2 separate regions of the Hermetia illucens genome follow, and region 1 is linked to region 2. Evidence: chromatin contacts called from public Hi-C data. All regions are on one chromosome and are shown on one strand. Each heading gives the region's core, a stretch centred on a gene start, on an enhancer-like site or on the middle of the called end of the contact. The rest is flanking DNA. Distances are from core to core; before and after follow the strand shown. Region 1 holds the start of LOC119654781 (mRNA-decapping enzyme 1A). Region 2 holds the start of LOC119654442 (26S proteasome non-ATPase regulatory subunit 11).

The links. A called contact is a pair of places that touch in the nucleus more often than the background predicts.
Region 1: a Hi-C map of whole body shows a contact between it and region 2, with 2.7 times the contacts expected there. The contact joins the promoter of LOC119654781 here to the promoter of LOC119654442 in region 2. A contact is called at or near these places in 2 of 2 Hi-C or Micro-C datasets (an unstated tissue and whole body).

The regions. Positions count from the first base shown.
Region 1 is chr4:70,151,974-70,156,933 of iHerIll2.2.curated.20191125, forward strand. It overlaps LOC119654781 (mRNA-decapping enzyme 1A), which reads left to right and starts at 2,541. Exons shown (of 2, transcript XM_038060325.1): 1 at 2,541-3,403; 2 at 3,458-4,746. The coding sequence starts at 2,696. The coding sequence ends at 3,946. It overlaps LOC119654782 (a long non-coding RNA gene), which reads right to left and starts at 1,808. Exons shown (of 2, transcript XR_005249847.1): 1 at 1,676-1,808; 2 at 1,169-1,608.
Region 2 is chr4:69,885,424-69,890,348 of iHerIll2.2.curated.20191125, forward strand. LOC119654442 (26S proteasome non-ATPase regulatory subunit 11) reads right to left here and starts at 3,620. Exons shown (of 3, transcript XM_038059842.1): 1 at 2,670-3,620; 2 at 2,399-2,611. The coding sequence starts at 3,491.

The sequences.
Region 1 (4,960 bases), core at 1,291-3,790, 270 kb after region 2:
ATAAATGTACTACCCGCCATACTACAGCCATCTCCGAAAGTCAAGGCCTATCAGGAAATATTCTCGCTAGAGATGATGAAAGATCTCCATATAAACAACACCAGCGAGATTCAGTTGATGCGAACCGAAACAAGCACGCATCAAATGGCGACCTACGGAATACTTACCATAATCGAATGTTGCCTTACAGTCTCTATCAGTTGCAGGGTGTGTCCCAAATTCAAGACCAAGCCCACCGTTACAACAATTGAGATGAAGCAAACATCGGAATCTTCACCACCTCCGGCGCCTATCCCTACAACAGTTGAAAGGAAACAATCACCGCAATTACCACCACCACCTCCGGCAGCAAAGGAAACATCCTCAATACCAGATCGACGACCAGAAATAAAAAATGTCAGGTTCAACAACATCTAATTTTTTTAGCGATCGAGGACTATCCGCATTTAAATGTGGGCGAGTTAGCACTTGCACGTGCATTCAATACCTGCATGCGCACACAATATTTGCTGACGCCATGGCTGCGCCAATTTTCAGTCATCGATTCAGCATTGCAATTTCTCGAGACTTCAACAAAATTGCTGCGGCATCAACTATCAACATAGGCGTTAAGGAATATTGTCATTAGGATTTAGTTCAGTTCTTGTATAGACTCAAAATAATCAACGTCAGGCTTAGCCCTGAAATTATTTTTTTAAAAAACACAAACGGTGTTTGAATTTATTAACTTGTATAGTAGAGAGCTATTGCAACGCACGCAATTCAGAATTCTGCGAACAATCCCAGGGGCGCCTTGATTCGTGAAAAATAACCAGCTTCACAGAGATCTTCAGATACCCACAGTCTTGCATAAGATTGCAGCCTATACCAGCAAACACATGTACAAGCTGACAACTGATCCCGATAATTTCGCAAAGGATCTGCTGCGAAAGTAAAAGAAATTGACGGCTCAAGATGCTTCAAATATTTGAAAGATGGATCCAATAATGTCAATATGTGGTGAAAGCATAACGTTCTACTAGCCGCTAATAATCATACATACCCCGATCATTGGAAAGAGTTATGTACCCTTGGTTTTAAGATTTGATTACTTAATGTGAGTTTTTTTTGTAAATGAAAGATTCATTAATGAAAGAAAATAGTTAAAAATGGAAAAAAATACCAAAAAGATTTTTTGTTTTTTAATAATTCAAAAAATAAAGACGATAGTGGAAACTGCTTCCTTAATCATTTACCGAGAGAAAGGTCACACTTTTGTACTTTAGGATTTTTTCACTATATTTTTTATTTTTGAGATATTCGAAACAAAATGATTTTAGTTTTAAATATAAAAAAATTGGAGAAAACAATTTTTTTCCGAAACCATGCACTTTAAATTCACCAAACTTTCAGAATTTTTTGCGTGGGCTCAAATACAGTAGGTTCTCATTCGTCTTACTTTTAATTTATATGAAAAAATAAGTTTTGACTTTATTGATTTTTACATAAAAAATCAGATAATTGCATTATTTTGATCCTAGCTCCTTTATTATTTATCCCACCGATTTCCACTAACTAAATTAATCTAAAAATTTCCACTATATCAGCATAGCGTTGACCAACGCGATCCTGAAAGTATTAATTTTTTTAGCCATTGCGATTTGACGAGCTATAGCTCAATCCATATTGCACGTACAGAAAAATGAAAAGATTCATATTCTTTGCTATTCAATTTGGTTTGTTTCCGCTTCATATCATTTCTACATAAAATAAATGACTCCGGAGTTTTTTGCGAAAAACCGTCTAAGCCATACATATTTTCGAAGAAGGAAGGGACATGTCTGAACATAAATAATCCGAAAACTAGTATGTACTTGCACGAACAATTTTGATAAGACTTTGCTTAGGATTGACCATTTCATCGATTTCTGCGGTTATTTAAAAAAAAATTCCACCGCGAAGGAGAGTGCCACACCGCTCCAAGGGGAAGCGCAAATCGGCACTAGTATAACTTTTCTGTCTTATGCGACCTACGACAATTTTTTAATTATTTTGTTTTTAAGAATGCGATGACCGGAAATGGGGTCATTACAACTTTAACGACTTAACTAACAGGACAGGCAATTGTGACATTTCTTTTTAGCTACTGACGTGTTTCAGTCGCAGTTCCAAATGATACGGGTCTAAGCGTTTAACTGTCATGGCAAGTTCAAAATGCCTTTAGCGAACTCGATTAATTGTTACAATACCTTCTATGATTTCGTCTCTTCCACTACTACATAGCGGCAAATTTTCATTCAACATTTCTCCCCTGATAAAAGAAGTGTCAAATTGACCTTCCGACCACGAAGAGATGGACCGTGGCGAGCTGAGTGCAGTCAAAAAAAGTGACGTTGCAAAATCGCGGCTACGTCCTAGCACGTTAAAGAATGCTCCCGAGCTCCTATTGTCACGCAACGATGGTGGGAATAATGTGGTAATTAACGGTTGGCGGAATACCATCTGCCTGGCTATTAGCCTATATTCTCGGAATTTGGCAGAGAAAAGTCAATGACACCAAAAAAGAGCAGGAGGATTTAGTAGGCGGGTTGCTTAATTCAGTCATTAAAGTCGACTTGTCATAGATGTCATTCAGATTGTCAATTGCCGCTTACTTCAAGTGAAATTGGAACAATCAAAGAGACAGGTGAAGGGTCGTAGTGTTGGAGTGTCAAAGATGGCTGATCAGATTGAACTGCGTATGAATTTGGCAGCAATTAAACGAGTTGATCCGTACGCCAAAGACATCGTGGATTCTTCCGCACACGTTGCATTCTACACATTCAATTCTGAAGAAAGCGAATGGGAAAAAACGGATGTAGAGGGTGCTTTCTTCATTTACAGCCGGAACGCTGAACCTATCCACAGTATTTTTATAAACAACAGACTCAATACGAATTCTTTTGTTGAGCCGATAACAGGACAACTTGAGCTGCAGTCACAGCCTCCGTTCCTCCTCTATCGCAACGAAAGGTCACGTATTCGAGGTTTTTGGTTCTATAACAGTTCAGAGTGTGACCGCATCGGAGAGTTGGTAGGACGTCTAATCAAAGAGTGTGAGGTAAAAAGCAGTGTGAATAAGACGCAAGAAATGATGCGGCCGGCAACAAACAATGTCGACATTTTTACTATGCTGAGTAAAGCCCAGGAAGACTTTAATAATGCAAAAGGCCAGTCGAATAGTACGAAGAGCGAAAGTCGGCCGCAACCAGATGTTACATCGCAAAGTGTGATGAATTTTTTCGCAGCTGCAAAGCCGGCAGCCGCATCTGAAGTTCCTTTGTTCCAAAGGCTGTTATCAAATCCAGTGAGTGTTGATCAAATCGAGAAACAACAAAGAGCAACGACGCCACAAGATGAAGTTCTAGTGCCACCTTTTCAAGCGGTAAGCCACATAACCCCCGATAACTATCCTCAAATAAATGTTGCACCTTTTTAGAATCAAGAATTGGTTGTATCGCCTTTGGCGAAATTCATGGGATCGTCAAATGTGAGTGCAACAAGCTGTCGCAACCCTGCTCCACTTACGAGTACGCAAGGCGCTTCAGAGGTAGAATCGAATTCGCAGCAAAAGCCCATTCAACAACTTCTCCGGCGTGAAAATTCTTTGCCAATCCAATCACCGTCATCTTCGTCGAAGCCAGCGCTAATGCCTCCCACCATGTTCCTATCGACATCGTCGGGCAAAGCCCCGGCAAGCATTGATGGTATCAGTCAGAATCCTACAATATTGGCGGCGAACATTACGCAGGCATTGAACCAAATGGACCTTTCCGGACCAGAAGCGGTGGGCTTCGCGAAGCCTGAACCCCTGACTCAGACGCAATTGCTGCAGGCAATGCTGTATTTAATAAAAAATGATCCAGATTTCATAAAAAAATTGCACGAAGCCTATCTCAAATCATTTACTGACATGGTGTCGTCGTAATTGTGCAGATATTCCCATTTGCTTGGAATGGTATTACGCTTGGAAGCAACTTCCCTAGTTGTTAAATATTTTTAAGTATTCGTAAACACACTAGGAACTTCGAATTCGACGAGAACTTTTAATCAGATTATTTTGCTTAAGGCCGATGGAGGAAACACGGTATGCGCTTGCATAAAATCTTAGGATTCTCAAGAAATTGGTTGGCCATTTAAACAGTTACAGTAGATTTTATTGAAAATTTCTCAAGCCCAAGTATTTGCTGCGGTTTGAACTTTTCAGATCCCGCCTTTGAACAAAGAAACTATGCCTTCAGCCGAAAATGAAGTTGTGAGCGTGTAGTGGCATTGCGTCTTTTAATCAAGTACCATAATTTTATGTCCTTAGCAGGCACCAGTCTTTGAATATTTGAATTAAAATTTTATCGCCAAAAGTCGAAGTTTCCCGTGAAGACGACTTGACTATTCACTTCCAGCTTTTCCAAAATGTCCTTAAACAATTGTTTGCTTCTTTCCTGACAAAAACTTTCTATTGGCATACGTTGGATGATGATTAATGCGATTACTCACTTGTACCATAAGCGAATCACAAGCTAGAGAATATACCAATAAAGAGCATTTGTATGATAGCTTCATTAAAGAGTTTCGTGATGTAATACGTGAAAGTCGAAAACACTAGTCTCTTGTGGACATTGTTTAGAATAAAAACGGTAATGTTAAGAGAAATGAAAATTTTAATAGCGACTCGTTGGAAACAATACTCGAAAAAATTAAGAAAATAAATCAAACTTCAAGGAAATCTGATTTCATCGTATGATTTCATGCGCTTACCAAGATAGTTCCTTCCCGCTGGGTCGCCCCATACAGAATAAATTGTTTCCGAAGATACATAATTGCACCCTCCTAATAGTTGTAATAGGGAGGTTGCTAGCCCACAACGAAGCATATTAGGAATTTTTCCCAAACTAAAAAAAAGTTATTTAGTATTAATGATTGTTGATACATATACGCGAACCGT
Region 2 (4,925 bases), core at 2,370-4,869:
ATAAGATCAGGAAACTCTCTACAGATAATGTTCACGAAATTAAAGATTTAACACTAGAATTAGTCGAACAAGCCAATTTGTGGGACAAAGCAGTCCAACCAATTCCTAAAATCATACGTAGAAATTCAATTACATCCTCTATCATCGGTATAGTAGTCCTGATCGCTATAGCATTTTCATATATAAATGTGCAAACGGTAATTTGTCCATTACCACATTCAGAATTTGTTTCAATCGAAAAAATAGAATCCGAAAACTGAATAAAATAGATAAAAATGTCGTGGCGTACAATAGAAGCGATGAAGATATTAGAATGGAGCCTATTGTTCCCATATCCTTAGAATCTAGCAACGAAAATACTAGAGGCATAAGGAGCAGACACTTGTAAAAGTTCGAGGACTAACTTCCTTTATAAGGGGGAAGATGTCAGCTGCCATGCCACTGTGAGAAAATTTCGTTCTCACAACTCAGTTCCCATAACAAATCTATCTTCTAAGACAACAAACAAATGTACACCATCAAAACATTGTTTCTCAAAACATTCGACTACAAATTGCAACCTAGCATCTTATCCACCTGACTATAAATATAAGTCGCTTGATTATAATTACGCTTTTTCTGTCTAGTTTTCGTCTCGTGGAGACATTATAATCAGATAAAATAAACTACAATATAATAAAACAGTGATTTTTATATTGCATGGTTTTATATCGCATATACGCGGATAACAAAATTATAATGTCACAAAACAGTGATTTTTATATTGCATATACGCGCATAACAAACTACTCACTTTAATGTGATATTGATCACCAGGAATTTGGGTTGCAGTAAATTTACGCAGCAAAGAAAACTTTGAGTTACTGTAACTTTATTAGTAATAGTACGATTTTGATAAAAATTGGAAATACCATGCTTCATTCTATAGTCTACATCACTGCACTCTGCGGTAAACTTAAGGAGAGTCCCTAGTCAATTTCCCCAAGAACGTAATAATATAACTATTTTTAACTTAGTTTGACTAGGCATCGATATAGGGAGTATTTTGCAACTTGGACACTGTGTAGAACTTCATGATTTTTTTCAGATTTTTCGGTTAGGTAGTTTCTGAGAATGGGTCCTTTAAAGAAATTATCACTTTCGACCCCCGCACTCCCTGCCTTTCCGGGCTCGAAAAATGCTATACGGGACCTTTCATTTGGTCCACAACATGACTATATTTGATGAAAAAAAACTACACCCGACTTTTGCACGTATGACTGTCCTTAAAATCAGCGTAGATAGATGTAGGTTACTGGACGTTTGGGCGTTCACAGTTCCCTACTTCTCGCCGAATTTCGTGTCAATCCGTTTAGCCATTTCTGAGAAAAGTGCATGTGACAGAGAGACAGCCAATGAACCAATTTTGGTAAGGTTTTCTTTTACAAACAAAACGGTACGCTTGCGTGACCCGGCTGTCATTCCGCTGTGGCAAAACTACCAAAGGGACAGCAGATATTTTTAACACGACGTGGGAGAATATTGATGAGCTGTCATGAAAAGTAAACTTTTCCTTGGCACAAGTTGTTGCCCACGTCCCGAAGGGGCGTTAAAAGATTTGGCTAGCATCCAAAACTTTTAAATGAATCGACGAGCGTAGAGAACTGAAGACTCCTTATCTTCGCCGCGAATTGGGGCGAAAGTGTGTGCTTGAGCTTCGGTACCGCAACAAACCCCAGGAAGTGCAGAGTAACATGAGTCGTGACAAAAAACAATTTTTTTATTGCACTGATAGGGAGGCAGAAGAAGCAGCAAATAATGATTTTACCACCGTTTTCCCCCTTTTTTTTAAACCAAATTGCATGTCGATATTCCTCCTGGACTAAATGTTGATTTTCTTTGGCGCACCATTCGATGTCGTCAATATATATTGAATGTCTCAATGTACTTTTCTATCCCGTATTGAAATGGCTGTCATTCACCTCTTGGTCTCTTGATCTCCCGAGACCCTCACACTCCATCTCTACTGTTTTGCACCAAGTGCTCTTGGGACACCCATTCGTCAGCGATCTTGAAAAGAGTGACCAAGAGACATATATAACATACTTGAACTAGGTCAAAGTTCCGATGCAGTAGTTGAGATGGCGGAGCGCCAACCTATCGATTTTGTTATTCGATGCTCGAAACCCGATGTTTCACCCTGGCTTTGGGTTGTCCCGCTATAGGCTTATAGCATCGAAAGTTGAAACTGGATGGAATGTGGGATAGGCCACAAAGAAACGAACTTACCAAACGGTCTAAGAATCTAATATCGTACGAAATCTTTCCTTTCTTCCCCAATAACAAGAGAATTAAAAAAATGATTGTAAAGTAAATGAGATGCAGATAGCGAGAGTTCAGGGAGAACTTTTGAATATACCTGCACTCGTGAGTAAGGCTCGATGATTCTGCATAAATTCTGCTCCAGCATTGTGTCATACAATGTTCCTAAATGAGCTTTTACGATGACGTCTTCCTCTAGTTCTTTGTGGTATTCTTTGAGCGCTTCTTGGAAGTCAGCCAAAGATCGTTTATGTGATGCTTGTGCGATAGCCTTCATAGCATCGATATCTCTTCCGGAGTATGTTATCGCCTGCAAAGAGTACAATTCTTGGATAACATTTGCATTAATTTACTTCTTAATCACTCACCAATTTCCCGCTAACAATTTGATTTACATCCTCCGCTTGACTAAGCATCACCTTACACAGAAGCATATACTTGAGTGCTGTCAACGCTTTACTACTTTCCACGCTGTCGAAACCTTCAAATGCCTCGTAAAAATATGAAAACGCAGTCTTGAAATCTCTTTCATCGGCTGCATGCAGAATTCCAGACTGTAAATCAAGCGCTCCCTGCATTTTAGGTGGACAGTAAATAGCATTTGCAGTCGTTCGGGCTGATGTCAACGCAGCCCTGGCTTTCGGTAGATTGCTCAAGGCATGGTATGTTTTACTCTCTAGCAGTTGCACTTCTACTAGCAGATTTTTATCGTCCAACTTTTTTAATTCTTTTAGCAATTGCGAACCAAGTTGCAAGGCGTCAGAATACATCCCCGTGTCGAAATATAAAGCTACAAGCCGAGCTTCCAAAGATTGCCTTAAAAATGTGCGCTTTTCTTGTTTTGCCCATTCGATACATTCTTTGCACAGTTGCACCTCAATGCCGGTGCCAGCTTCCAAATCTAAAAATAAGTCAACTAGCGACCGAACCAACTTCGCCGCCTTTGCTTTGCTAATGAGGCTAAGAAAGGGGCGTGTTACTTTGATTAAATCAGCGAGTTCCTTAGCTTTCCCTTCTTGCTTATACAGTTCACCAAGCTGCAAAATTCCCTGCTCCTTTACTCGGATAAGTTCTTCATCGTTTTCCGCCACTTCTTGGCCTCTTACAATCTTGTTGAGAAGAGAAATCCCCTCTTCGCGATTAACTAGGGACACCGCTTGAGCTCGTTCAAATATTAGCGCGCCAGCCATTCTTCCTATCTTAACTTTCACCAGAAAATTCACTCTAAAATCTTGCCGTCGTACTCTAATCAACCTTATGTCACAAATTCGTGTTGGATTTAATGTATCACTGAACAACCGCTAGTCATTCCCGCAGGTTAGCCAATCCCTGCACACAAATCTCACTTAATGACTTCGACTGCAATTGTAGAATAGAAAAACCACAATGGAATGAATGCGTGCGTGCACAGTGAGAGACCTGTCAAAGGAAGTTCATTACACGGTCTTATATCAAGCAACATACAACAGCTGAGTGCCGTTTGGAGTTCACGCCACTCGCGAGCCTTTCAAAGCGTACCGTTTGAGGTTTGGGGCAAACCGCGAGCGTTATTCATAAACGTCAGTTCTTGCTTGCACTTCGTTCGCGATGACCAATGTTCGTCAGGAGATCATTAGCTCAAAACATTGAAACGAAATGTCAAACGTCGATACCCGAAGGACGGGATTGTTGAGGTAGTCGTAACATTAAATTACATTACATTATATGACATAAAAAGTCTCTATAGATGCGTTTCCTAAATAATTACCTCCTCAAAATTCCATTTTGACCGTTGCGCACATAACCCGTTCACTAACAAACAGAACGAGGTTCGCAGGTGCCACACGGAATACAGCTAACAAGTCCGATGCGCAATGCGACTCGGATGATTGCTCGTTGCCACTTCACGTCACAGTGTATCTAATAGGCAGTACCCACACTTAATGGACTGGAACTGTGAATGTATTGGGGAAGCTTATCCGTACACATCATTGACCTTCAACATCTATCGGTATCGACATATGGGCTATGCTGTGGGCTGGTACATGTAATGAATTGCATGCATATACCTCCGACTTAATAATTAGCACTTGCAATGCAAATAGTGCCTTCCGCAGTTTTCAAAACGAATTCATTTAAATTAATCACATTCAAAAGTAACTGCCAAAAGCAAAAAGCGCCGCCAAATTGCAAATGGCGCAATCTGTCATTACAATGAACCCTGCCGACGTAGAGCAAACTTTGCCGACCCGAAATTTCGGGTTTACATGGAAACTGTGGGCGAATAGAAGCTTGTTTCGTGCGCATCACGCATTCATCTTAAATTTGTTTCCCACTTAAGTATCAGTCAGCATATTTTAATCTGTTATATAACGGAATATGATTGATTTTGGAAGCCACCGCCTGTACATTTAAAAAAATTGAATTCCTAGTAGTATGCGTCCCGTTGAGAGCTTTATGAAACGATTGAGATTATGTATTCGCGCTAACGATGGCCAATGTGAATATATTACCACTCCGGCAATATATTTGCAACCTCACACGGTTTACTTTTGAGTAGTATCGATCGATCATTCTTTCACCGAAAAACTGTTTCATGTCCGCTATAGGTATTACACGCTGCAAGTGTCAATATTTTTTAAAGT